Linked DNA regions of Oryctolagus cuniculus: region 1 is linked to region 2. A link is a contact called in public Micro-C data. All regions are on one chromosome and are shown on one strand. The core of a region is the stretch at or near the end of the contact, and the rest is flanking DNA. Distances in the headings are between cores, read along the strand shown. Region 1 holds the start of NPHP3 (nephrocystin 3). Region 2 holds the start of TF (transferrin).

Region 1 (6,930 bases), core at 2,067-4,566, 140 kb before region 2:
GTTCCTGCCACCAACATGGGAGACCCAGACTGAGTTCCCAGGTCCAGGCTATAGCCTGACCTGGCCCTGGATGTTGTGGGTATCTGAATAGTAAACCAGTAGCAGATGGGAAATTTCCCTCTGTCTGCATTTCAAACATATAAAAATTAATAAAAAGTTAAACAATAATGGCAAAGAACACATCATTGAGTGGAAAAATAATGCTGCAGAGACTACTACCTGTAATATCCATTCTTCCCTTGGTACCAGAACTCCACATTTTAGCCAGACACGTATCTGCCCAGTAACTGATTCCATTTTCCCGTCTTCCTAGGTATAGTTCCGGCCAACAAGATTTGAGCAGAAGTGATCTGTATACCTTTCAGGATGTGCCTTCAAAGAAAGGAATTTGTTTCCCCCCTCTCTTCTTCCCTTTAGCTATCTGAGACCAGAGAGGGAAGAGCTGTGGAGTAGACATGGCAGGGCAACAAGACAGAATAAGCCCCAGCCCCTGACTTCCTGGGTGCCCCAACAGCTGACTGAAAAAGAGAGAACAATTCTATCTGTATCAATACACAAAGCAATAGCCTAGCCAATACAGATACGGCAGGATTCTAAGCTGGCTCTACAATTTTACTCCAGTTATGCTGAAAGCACACAAAACCGTAAACAGCAAATAGGTTTACCAGTAACATCTGTACAGTTGTCATCCGAATCAGACTCCCCAGGATCAAACACCTGGATCCCCTGAGCCTGCAACCTCTGAAGTTTGCTCTCCAGCTCTCGCTTGGCTCTTAGTAAGTCTTGAATTTCGTTTTCTTTGGTTTCCCTAAAAATCTTTAAAAAGATTTTACATTTTGAAAACATTTTTGTGATAAAAAGAAGTCATGCCTTCAACTTCTAAAGGAACTATCATTCATAAAACCAATGTGCATTTGGTCCACAATACACTCTTTCTTAGGAGGGAGAATCCCAATGCCTTTATCTTATTGCCTTGTAGCTGGAACCCACTGAAATAAATGCCAGCAGGGTGCACGCCTGCAGTGCAGGGCTGGCGAGCACAGTGACGTTCAGTCTCCCCTAAATACCTGACGTCCTCCCCAAACGTTTCCACACTCTTTCCAAAATCCCCACTCATATGTTCACCTTTATATTTTTTGTCTGAACTATCTCGAGGGTACCACGTCCAACTCAAAAATGTAAAAAGCACTTATTCCGGTTCTTATCACTTTCATAAGCCATACATGACTTGTTCCTAATTGTTCCCCACAACGTTATAGAAGCTTTTATAATATACTATTTTTTATTCCATGTCACTTTGGGGGTAAAGATGTAGGAGCGTACCTTGAATTGCCTTTTAACTTTATCTCTGTCATGTTCAAATGTAGCTGCTCTCTCCATTGCTTGGTATTTTGCTTCCAAAGCACTTTCTTTTTCCCGAAGTATCTTCTGGTAAGTTTTCTGAAGTGCCTGGAATAATTTACTTTTTTATTGCTTAACAAAAATAGCCTTTCTCCCAAATTCGACATTCTGACATGCTACATATCTTGAAATTTTAACAACCTATTATTGTACCAATTTTCAAGAATTATATGTTGCCATTTCATTCAAACACATGATGGGAAAATGCAAACACACTTGAACTATAGCAAATGAGGTCACATCAATGTTACGCTTTCAATGGAAATCAATTTTTCATTGAAATTCTGCATCATCTCCATCAGCTCTTGAACTTCCCTCTACTTCCATTGTCCCATCTTTAGGAGACTCTTTTAAAAGTACAACTTGAAAGGCTTCACTTGAAGGATACTTAATTCTGGGAGACCCTGCACTCCTTGGCACCACATCTTACTTGTGTTGCTACCCCAAGTCCCATGCAGTGTCTGATACACTGCAGGCCGCCCAGAAAAGTCTGGCGGGAGAGTTTCTCCATGCATAGAAATGTGAGAAAGGAAGCAAGTAGGCTTCCCCAGGAATCAGGCGGGCAGCAGGAGTACTCCGGGAACGCCGCACTCTGCCCGCTGACCTCCACCTTCTTTCCTACCTGCCATCTAAGTTGTTTCCCGTGTGCCCTGCACACGGTCCGCAGTGTGGATACACGAAATGCGCAAGTCCATTTTCTACAGGCAAATACATTAACACTGCCAAGCAGGAAAACACTAAGACACCAAAACCAACAAGCACCCTTTAGGTATCGGCTGATGAGGGAGTTAAAAAATCAACCTGACCACAGGAACACCTAAATGAGGAGGCAGATTTCTTTCTTTTAAAAAACCAGGAATTCACTCAGATCCTACCGTGATGATCTCAGGGGCCTGGGCTGCCTAGAAGCCTCTTCCATAGACAGAAAAAGAACAAATGACACAACCGACGGCTCCAAGTCTCAGAATCTGGCTTACGCAAAAGCAACCTCGGCTTTATATACTATCTTAAGGAATTACAAATGGACCCGCATTGGGGTTTAGAGTAAATAAGGGAACTAAGGAATCTGACTAGGAAGGTTTCCCACTGCAGCACCTCAGAGGGTGAAAAGCAGGAGGCGTCCAGAAAAACTCACGCCAACATTGTTAACATCCCAGGAGCTTTGCACAGGGACGCGGGGCCCTGAGCCCCACCGGGAGGCGCCCCCAGGTGGAATGGGGCGAGGGCGAGGTCGCGGAGCTGCCTGAAGACGTGTCACCTGTCTTGGGGTGAGGGACCGCAGCTGAGTCCACCCAGGCCACGTCTTGGAGCGTAAGAAGCAACCGGAAACAAACGGAAGGAAGGGCGGCCGAGGAGCCCGTGTAGACAGGAGACAGCAGCCCCACAGCCAGCCAGGGGGGCAGTTCCGTCCCCGGGCGCCCCACCGCCCAGTCTGCGGACAGCCGGCAGCCCCGAGCCCGCCGCCGCCCGGGGCGTTACCTGCAGCTCCGCCCGCAGCCGCTTGTTCTCCGTGTCCAGCTTGGCCTCGCGGCGGCCCATGGACAACAGCTCCTGGGTCTTGCTGACCCGGAAGATCTCGTACTCCTTCCTGAGCCGCTCGCACTCGGCCGCCGCGTACTCCAGTTCGGGCAGCGACGAGCCGGTGGACCTGAAGCTGGCCCCCAGCAGCCCGCCGCCGCCCGCGCCGCGCGCCTGCGCCCCGGGCCCGGCCCCAGCGCCCCGGCGGAGCGAGCCGCGCAGCAGGCGGGCCTTGGGCTTCACCTCCACCGGGATCTCGCACGCCTCACCGCCGCCCGCGCCGTACGTGTCCTCAATCACCTCCCCGCCCGCGGGCCGCACAAGAGACGACGCGGTCCCCATGGCATGCCGCCGCGACGCGCGCCGGGGACAGGAGGGGCGGGCCGAAATGGAGGGCGAGGCGAAAGGGGCGGGACTAGTGGAGCTGAGCGGGGCAGCCACTGGAGCGAGGGAAGAAGGCGGGGCCAGAGGGGCGGGGCGAGCCCGTGGGCGGGTCAGGGGGGTGGGACAGCGAGGGGGCGGGAAGTTCCTCCGCCTGCGCCTGAGGTGAGGGAAGCGTTCGCCCCGTCACGGCCCCTGAAGGACATCCCGCCTGTCAAATCCTTTCTGCTAATTTCTCATTGTTTGTACCCTCGATGTGATCGGAGGTTTGAGGGTCACCCATCGGTTTCCAACCAGATCCTTTGGAAAACTTTGGGTCGTTGTGTCTCCTTCGCAGTGTCCCTCAGCTAAAGACCCGAGGCAATTCCTGCGTAAATGAAATTAGCAAGGCCTGAGTCCTCCAACAGACACCCTGAGGGCCTCTGGCACTAAGGTCTCCCGGGTTCCACGGTCTAGGAAGGAGGAGTGCCCCGACGCGGTATCTTCCCCGTCCCGGAACACCCGCCAGCCCACCTTCCTCCGCCCTGGCAGCCTGCTTTTCTGCTCACACCAGAAGGGCTTCTCCTTCCTCTCAGCACTGTCCAGCAACCGTCAAAGCTCAAACTTTTTTCTTTTCTTTTCTTTTTTTTTTTTTTTTTTTTTTTTTGACAAGTGGAGTTATAGACAGTGAGAGAGAGAGACAGAGAGAAAGGACTTCCTTCCATTGGTTCACTCCCAAAATGGCCGCAACAGCCAGCACTGCGCAGATCCAAAGCCAGGAGCCAGGTGTTTCCTCCTGGTCTCCCATGCGGGTGCATGGGCCCAAGCACTTGGGCCATCCTCCACTGCCTTCCCAAGCCACAACAGATTGCTGGACTGGAAGAGGGGCAAACGGGACTAGAACTCCGCACCCATATGGGATGCTGACACTGCAGGCGGAGGATTAACAAGTGAGCCATGGCGCCGGCCCCAAAGCTCAAACTTTGAACCTCGCTTCTCTCAAAGGCGTGCTGCGATGTCTAAGAAGCCAACTCTGGATGACCTCACAGCAACAGTTCCGACTCATCAGCCACTGCCCACGAGGCACAAAGCCCTGTGTTCTGTGTTTTCCTGACCTCTCCTCCCCTACTTGGGCCCGCATTCTGTCAATCTAGGGTTATAGCAGTAGCTCTCATTATGGCTGTTGGACCATTTTTTGCCTAGATTTATCACCAGCAAACCTTATTTAGCATCTCTGAAAATGGCTGGTGGTCCAAAGAGCTATCAAATATGGCCTCAGCTCCCCAAAAGCCCAAGGACTAATTGTCACTGCCTTCCTCAGTGATCTGATTTACACAGACATGTGCAGGTGTTCCAAAACAATCTGTTTGGCTGAAATCCTGGAGACAGCCCTCTGTGAAGGGATCTCAGCTATTTCTCATCATAGGCTCTTGGTATACACAGAGCATGCATACTGGCCTTAGATCACTGTTGGTCAATGTTAAAGTGAGTCCAGCAGTGAGCAAATAGGATGCTATTGGATACTCAGTATGATAATGTGGTTGTTTTCCAACATATTTCTTAATGATGAAACATTACACAAGTTTGTCTAATTTTCAACTTCATAATCTGTTTTTCTTTATGCTGAGTTTAGCACACACAGCTCGTGCTGCATTTTGAAACGATAACCCTGAACACAGAGTGAGGAATAAAATCACTTGCAGGAGGCTAGTGGTTGATTAAAGATAGCCACCAATTTTCTGTGTGTGTGTGTGTGTGTGTTATTTTTCCCAAAGAAACATTTAATGAGTACTAATTTCATAAGTACAATTTTATGAATATAGTGATTCTTCCCACCATATCTGCCCTCCCACCCCACCTCCTCCCTCTCTCATTCCCTGTCCCATTCTCCATTAAGATTCATTTTCAATTAACTTTATACATAGAAGACCAACTCTAAGTAAAGATTTCAACAATTTGCACACACACACACACACACAAACTGAGAACAAGTCTTAGTTAATTATCTTAATAAAACTCACTAATAGAAGTCCTGCATGGGAAGTTAGTGCACATTAACTTTTGTTGTTGATTTAACAATTAACACTCTTACACATATCAGGGATCACCTGAGGCTCTTGACATGTGCTGCCTAGGCTACTGAAGCCCTTTGAATCCACAATCTGTCAGTATTTAGACAAGGCCATAAACAAAGTGGAAGTTCTCTCCCCCCTTCAGAGAAAAGTGCATCCTTCTTTGATGGGCCCTTCTTTCCCCTGGAGTCTCACTCACAGAGATCCTTCATGTAGGACTTTTTTTGCCAGAGTCTTAGTTTTCTATGCCTGAAATGCTCTCATGGGCTTTTCAACCAGATCAGAATGCCTTAAGGGCTGATTGTGAGGTCAGGGTGCAATTTAAAGTGATTGTCATTGTATGAGTCTGCTGTGTAGACCGCTTTCTGTGTTGGAACATTCTTTTTTAATTCTATCTATTATTACAAGTTGATCTCATTTATATGATCCCTTTGTTACCAGAGAAATGCAGGGTTCTTGTCTTTGCACAAGAAAGAATTCAGGTGTAAGACAGAGTGGTGGAAAGTAAAAAGTAGCAAAGTTTATTAGGGTAGAGACATCCGCAAGAACGGATAGGCACCTCTCCAGACAGGACCTGAGAGAGAATGCCGTCGCTCGGACAGGGGAAGAAGCAAGGTTACATGGTTGAGTGGAGAGATTACACCTGGCCAGGCAGGCGTACCACTCAGCATAGAGGCAGAGGGTTGAACATGCAGCCTGGTTGAGGGGGAGGGAGTGGGGGGGGATGAGGGTGGGAGGGGTTAAGGAGATGGGTCTTTGTCTTCATACATCTCCCCCTGAAACAAAGGATTTTATGGCTGTAAATATTAAGAAGCTCCTATCTGAGTTTTTCCTTGAAGGTATCAGACAGGAGGAAGCCTAGCTGGGGCCATCCTGGGTTCAAAGGAAGGGTGATCAGGACCCCCTAGAGAATGGGGATCCGGAGCAGGGTGTTTGAAATGCAGATACTGGGCTGCATCTGGGAGACTGTGGAAGATTTGTCAGGTAGAAGGGGCGGGGACTTCAAGCTAGCAGGTAGAAGGGGGCAGGGCAGAATGCGAACACTGGGGTGCCCCTGAAATGGATGACTTTGAGATGTAGATGCATATGCTGGATATAGATGGCTTCTCTTTAGGCCTTTATGTCACACACACATAAGCTCATATCTAACTTCCTACCTAACACCTTTAACACTTAATCCTATCTGTATGATCACTTTAACACTTAATATGGTCACTTTAACTCTTAAGATGATATTTTTAGCACCCAGTTTAATGGGATTTGGGGTCCCATGACAAGGTTTTAAACTGTACACTTAGAAGTCCATAGGAATGTATGCAGAACTATACAGCTTTACAGTTACAAGCTTCCTCCTCCCTCTCTTATTCCCACTCTTATTTTTTACCAAGATCCACTCAATTGACTTTATACACATCTGATTAACTCTGTTAAGAGTTCATCAAATAGTATGAAGAGAAAGAAAAAAACACTCTTCCTTGACAGTCAAGACAAGGGCTGTTCAAGTCAATGCTTCTCTTAAGTGTCAATTTCATTTCTACAGATTTTCTTTTAGGTGTCTATTAGTTATCACAGATCAGGG
Region 2 (6,523 bases), core at 3,250-5,749:
GGAGAGGGAGTGGGAAAGGGGAGGGTTGCGGGTGGGAGGGACGTTGTGGGGGGGAAGCCATTGTAATCCATAAGCCGTACTTTGGAAATTTATATTCATTAAATAAAAGTTAAAAAAAAAAAGAAATTCCAAACTCCTGGCTTCTGCCTGGCCAGCCCTAGTCATTACCGCTGTTGGAGGAGTGAGCCAGTGGATGGAAAATATCTCTCTCTCTCTCTCTCTCTCTGTCTCTAACTATGTCTTTCAAATATATAAATATAGGTTTATTTAAAAGAAACCTTGAGAATCTTCCATTATCTAAGGGTAATGAGTGTGTGTGGGGGGGGGGGGGAGATGGTGTCATGGACCGTATGCAAAATGTCTGACATTTTCCTAAAGCGCCCCTGCCCTGGTCCCCACCCATCCCATGTGCCCCTGGCCCACCAGCCCTGAGCATCGCTTCAGGTCTCTGCCTTTGAACAATGCCCTAGACTCAGGATTTCAGACAGGCTCTGGAGTCAGGCAGAGGACACTGGGGGGGAGGGGGAGGCACCAACTGCAGCAGACACAGGCTCTTTGTTTGCTCAGCTTCTGTGTAAATTGGGCAACATTTGGAAACAACAAATATTGGTTCTGAAGTCCAGTGCCTTCCTGCCCACCCCCTTCTGGGCAGCTTCCCCAACTGCCCTGCACGTCCACACAATGCCCGCTGCTTCTCTAAGAGGCCAGCCCTGGGGCTGGAAGAGGAGGGCTTTATTCTGTTCCTGGTGCAGGTTTTTGGGTCATGTTTGTGTTGGTCTGGAACTGAAAGTCCCCTCAACTCCTCTCTGTCTCTCTCACCGCCTTTGGCCCTGTGCTTCTCTTCCTCGAGATAAACCAGGAAGATTAATACCCAGAAGGCAGCTGTGACCTCAAGGGGGCTGGGCTCAGAGCTCCACAAACAAGGACCCGTTGTTTCATTGCAAGGCCCACCTCGGAAGGAATGGGGAAACTGATCTTACCCCTGAGGGCTTTTTGTCCAAACCACAAGATCTCACCCCAAACAGTGCCTAGCACCCGCAAGGGGCTAAACACATGGTGTTTCCTGAGCTGAGAGCAGAATGCAGTCAGCCTGTGGCCCTGGTTCTCAGCCCTTTCCCAATCTGGCCAGCGTCTCTGTGGGCAGAACCGCTCCCTGGGTGTGTCTGTTGGGAGATGGTGGAGCTGGGAGTGTGCTGTGCCCGTCTCTGTCTTGGGGACCCAAGGCCAAGCCCTCTGATTCTCTGCATCCTCGTTTCCTTGGAGAGGTAGCGTCCCTCGGGAGTGGACACTCACTGGGACCACAGGGCTTGACTCTGCATTCGGCCTGTCCAGCCGACATTTAAGGTGGTGCCCTCCCAGGATTTCGGCTTCCTGACCTCATTTATCTGTAAGACAGCGATGCTAAAGCACTGATGTCAGAGGGCTGAGGTGAGTGCACAGTCCATCTCTCAGTAAATCCCAGTCGTCATGCAGCAGAGAATGAGGGACAATGAGGGTCTTGACTCCAGATGGCCTCTGGTGTGGAATCACACAACCTACCTAAGAGCACAGGTACAAGGGTCACGGACCACCAAGGACACGGTGTAATTCCCTCCACATGCCCCACCGACATGAATAGGGGGCTGGGCACACCATACCTCACCACTGCCCACCTGCCTGCCATGGCCTGCACTGTTCTTACCTGAGTTTCTGGCATTAGCTCAGCACTGGGCAATCCCCTTCCAGCTTCCTGGCAGACCTGCAGCTAGGTGCTTAACTGCTGCCCTGCCAGGTGCCTCCCAGCCAGTCCTGTTCCAGTAATTAAACCCCCCCCCCACCTCCATCCCTGCCCTGAGGTCTCTGCAGGAATCCAGAGCAGCCTCTAAGGTCTGCTGCAGGGATGCGGGCCAAGTCTCATTTTCTCCTGGCTCAAGCACAGGCAGTAGCCCGAGAGGCACCAGCGACCTCTCTTCCTCATGGGAGAGGCAGGTGTCTGGAAGGCCAGCCTTGGCTCATGTCCACATTATAAACAAAAACCTCCAACTAAAGCAAGGACCTCTAACGTAGGATGCGTGTTGTCCCTTTGTGTGTGACACAGCCTATTGGGGTTGGAGAGACCATCCCCAGCTTCAGTTATATTTATTGTTACTGCAGTAAGATTAACAAATTAGCAGGCACTCACATTCCATGGGGAGTGGCCCCAGGTCCCCACCAGGGGGGAAGGGCTGGGCAGGAGCAGGTCCAGTGAAGCTTCTGAAGAATGGAATCTCTGCACAGAGGGGTGGGCTGTCAAAGGGGCGCCGAGTGATTCTGGTGCCCAGACCTCGGTGTTCATTTCTGGAATCTTCGTGTCCATGTCTTGTGGTTCGTGCGTGCCTCAGTAACGGGTATTCAGATGACATAATGTGGGATTCACTCTCCAACTTTCACAAGATGGACAACTATGTTAAAAAAATATCCCTAGGGGGCCAGGGCTGTGGTGCAGTAGATTAAGCCTCCGCCTGTGGCACCGGCATCCCATATGGGCACCGGTTCGAGTCCTGGCTGCTCCACTTCTGATCCAGCTCTCTTGCTATGGCCTAGGAAAACAGTAGAAGATGGCCCAGGTGCTTGGGCCCCTGCACCCATGTGAAAGACCTGAAAGAAGCTCCTGGCTCCTGGCATCGGATGGGCCCAGCTCTGGTGGTTGAGACCATTGGGAATGAACCAACAGATGGAAGACCTTTCTGTTTCTCCTGTCTCTCTCCATAATTCTGCCTCTCAAATAAATACATAAAACTTAAAAAAAAAAAAATCCCTGCAAAGAAACCAGAATTAGAAGAAAATTCCGGAGCTGGTATTGTGGCACAGCAGGTTAAGCCCTAGCTTAGGATGCTGGTTTGAGGATCAACTGCTCCACTGTCCAATCCAGCTCCCTACTAATGCGCCTGAGAAAGCAATCCAAGATGGTCCAAGCACTGGGGCCCCTGCCCCCCATGTGGGAGAACAGAATGGAGTTCCAGGTCCCTGGTTTTGGTCTGGCCCAGCCCTGGCTGTTGTGACCATCTGGGGAGTGAACCAATGAGGGACAAAGATGCACCTCTCACTCTCCCTCTTCCTCTCTCTGTCTCTCTCTCTCTCCCCCTCAGTGATTCTTTCAAGTAACTAATCAAATAAATATTTTTTTAAAAGAAGAAAATTCTGATAACAAGCACAAACTAAGTTACTTCTCCCAGGCCTGGAATAAGCTCTTCGTCAGTTAAAATATGAGGCAGAAGCAGGGACCATCTAGGCAGACCAGATAGGAGTAACTTTTGGAAAAGCTGCAACTATCTTAATGATACCCTGAAATCTAGATTTCCACATTGCCTACAGAACCTTGATCTTCCCCCAGTACATGCTGTACCTTGAGATTCATCATACATAAGAGAGTACAAGTAAAAGGACACTTAAAGCGCAGGGGTGGGTGTTGGGTCTAATGGTTAAGAAACCCGGTCAGGACCCACGTCTCACACTGGAGTACCTGTACTGGATTTGGGCAGGAGCAGTGATGACGGCTCAGGAAGCTGGGTTCCTGCCACCCCTGCAAGAGGCACGGATTGAGTTCCTAACTCTCAGCTGCAGCCTTCCTGGACAGCTGAGGCATGGACCAGTGGACAGGAGCCATCTCTTTCTCGCTGCTTCTCAAATAATCATCCTTTCATATATCTTTACTCCTTGCACATGATTGAAATGCACAAAATTTTTAGTTAAAAAAAAATGTCTACACAGCAGAGGCGCAATCTCTCTCGTGATAACGATGCACAGTCAGAATGGTTTGGGAACTCCCGGGCTGGAGAGGGACAGAAGGACACAGAGGACTTCAGGAACTGGCCAGATCCGCCCTTGCGCTGCTCTCTCTGTACTTGCAGGGCCCTGTGTTCCCAGCTTCCCCGTGCCCCAGCCCCGTTCCCGGCCGCCTCCTGCGCGAGTTCATTTTCCTCTGCTGCTCCGTCCCCGGCCGGCCGAGGGGCCCCAGGGCAGGCGTGAGGGCAGGACGCGAGCCTCCAGCGCAGCAGCCTGAGCCCGTCCGTCAGGGCTGGGCATGGCGGAGCCCGGGAGCACACGGGATGCCTACTCTGCCCTTCTCGACCTCTCTCCCCTGGAAGGGCTCGAGTCTGGGGCCCCCGCAGGCCGGAGTTGGTCTCCACGTATGGGTCCAGCGGGCTCGGGCAGCGCGGGCCCCAAGAGCAGAGCCTCCGCCGGCTCCAGCCCGCGGCAGCCAGCGTCCTGGCACCGAGCGAGCCGCCACGGCAGGGGGTGGGTTTTCCTTTGTTCCCGTTCTCAGAGCACTTTTGTGTTGGATCCCACGCTCCGGTCCAGCAGGAAATGTACCAGGGGGGCGAGGAAGGAAGAGGGGGACGGGCGAGGGCCGATTGGGCAACCGCGCTGAGCAAACACGCGAGGTCAAAGATCGCGCCTGGCCCGCCCCGACGGCGATAAAGGGGCGCGGGGCGCGGGCAGGGTGCGCAGAAGCGGGTCGGTCAGCGCTCGCCGCTCCTCGCCACCACCCCTGAGCTACAAGATGAGGCTCGCCGCAGGCGCCCTGCTGGCCTGCGCCGCCCTGGGTGAGTGAGTACGGGCACTGCCGCAGGGCGGCGCCGCGCCGTGGGGCGCCCGTGCGCCCCCCGCACTCGGGCTGCAGGTGCCTCGCGGTCTCGGCAGCCCTAGGAACAGCCCTGCCCTGAGCTGAGCGCCGGCCGCCGCCTCCTATCGGAGCGCTAACCCCTGCAGCCCGGGAGAACGCTAAATCAGAGCGCTTCCCATCACCGCGTATCCAAACCCAGACTTTTTATCACAGCATCCCCAGCGCCCCGGATCTGCCCCGTGCCCTTTCAGGGTCCGCCGTTCCACGCGCTCTTGACCACGTCTAGGTCCCTCCGGCTAAGGTGGAGGTTCAGAGCATGGGGTGTGAGGCCGCACCGCTTGGGTCTGGGTCCCTGCCTGGCTTCTCCCACGTGAGCCCGGTCGTAACAGCACCTGCGTGGGAGGCTCAGGTGAGGGCCAGGTCTCTGTGGAGGCCGCTGGGGTACACATCCCGCCCCGCCCCCGCGGGAGGCCTGCTGCTGACCACCCCCACCTCCCAGTTTGTTGGGTCCCTGACCTTTGCCTCTGACGTTTGTTTGTTTGCCTGCCCCCTGTGGGGCCTCTGTCACACCACACTGGACCCTTGAGCAATTTGCTCTCCCTGGAAACTACAAGCTCCCGGAGCCACAGCCCAGCATTCCTCACCTCTGCCCTCCTCAGGGCAAGGGTAGTGCTGGAGGCTGCATGGCTGGGGACACATTCTTGTCTGTGGGAACCCTGAGGGGTGGGGAGCTTCCCGGGAAGGAGCCCCCATCCTGTGAGTTCTCAGGGGCTGAGGTGGAACAAAGGGGCAGTCAGTCCCCAAGGTCCCTCCTTGTCCCTCCGGGAGAGCAGTTGGCCACTTCCCTTCATGCTTTGCAGGGCATCAGAGCCCGTCTGAACCAGCTCCTGCTGTGTTGGCCCGCAGGGCACTGAGATGGCAGAGGCTCTAAAGCTCCTCTGATAGGAACAATACTTCCCCACCCCATGGATTCGCTGGTTCACTCCCCAGATGGCTGCAACAGCCGGAGCGGTGCTGATCTGAAGCCAGGAGCCAGGAGCTTCCTCTGGGTCTCCCACACGGATGCAGGGGCCCAAGGACTTGGGCCATCCTCTACTGCTTTCCCAGGCCACAGCAGAGAGCTGGAGCAGCTGGGACTTGAACTGGTGCTCATATGGGATGCCGGCACCGCAGGCGGTGGGCTGTACCCGCTATATCACAACACCAGCCCCATACCACCCCATGGGTTCTAAAAGCTCTCCACACGCCTGGCTTTGGCCAAAAGGAATGGTGGAAAGCAAAGGAGGGCGGGACGGTGCTGGCTGGCTGGAGTTTACTGTTAATCTCTCACCAGCAGGTGGCAGACAAGCAGGCAAATGCATTACCTCTTCATTCCTTTGCCTCCAGCTGCTGGCGGAGGAGGGGCGCAGTAACTTGGAAATAGTCTCCTCTCCCATGCCTTGGGCAGCAGACCGAGAGGCTGAAAAGACCTGGCTTCCCAGCCTGGAGTGGCCACTGCCAAGCAGGATGACTTTGTGCCAAGAGCACCATTCTCTGGTCTGCAACATGGCGATCCCTGCGCTTCCCAGGTGGTGGTAGCAAGTCCGTGTGGGGCAGTAGCTACCAAGGCTGTGTGCACACTGAGGCTCAGGCCCCACGCAGGCCAGGACCAGGCCAGGGAGGGCAGGGCACAGGGAGAGTGCAGGGAGTGTGCTTTCGGCCCCCAGGAGGAGCTCCAGCCAGCACAGGGTAGTCAGCGGGAAACAGAGCACCCTCCTCTTGGGCCAGTCTCGAAAGGCAGTGGCTGCCATGCACTGCAGTGTCCAAGGCCACGAGTGACCGAGAGGACAGGACAGAGGTGGGGTCCTCACACGTCCGTGCTCTCTCCCTCAGGGCTGTGTCTGGCCGTCACGGAGAAGACCGTGCGATGGTGCGCCGTGAATGATCACGAGGCCAGCA

What was found. Hi-C and Micro-C count contacts between places; a contact is called where the count stands out from the background.
Region 1: a contact with region 2 is called in a Micro-C map of ear pinna, with 4 times the contacts expected there. The contact joins the promoter of NPHP3 here to the promoter of TF in region 2. A contact is called at or near these places in 4 of 6 Hi-C or Micro-C datasets (ear pinna, embryonic fibroblasts, psoas muscle and 1 more).

Annotation. Positions count from the first base shown.
Region 1 is chr4:147,784,263-147,791,192 of mOryCun1.1, reverse strand. It overlaps NPHP3 (nephrocystin 3), which reads right to left and starts at 3,316. Exons shown (of 27, transcript XM_008266202.4): 1 at 2,881-3,316; 2 at 1,324-1,449; 3 at 666-816. The coding sequence starts at 3,261.
Region 2 is chr4:147,642,431-147,648,953 of mOryCun1.1, reverse strand. It overlaps TF (transferrin), which reads left to right and starts at 4,499. Exons shown (of 17, transcript NM_001101694.1): 1 at 4,499-4,565; 2 at 6,458-6,523. The coding sequence starts at 4,523.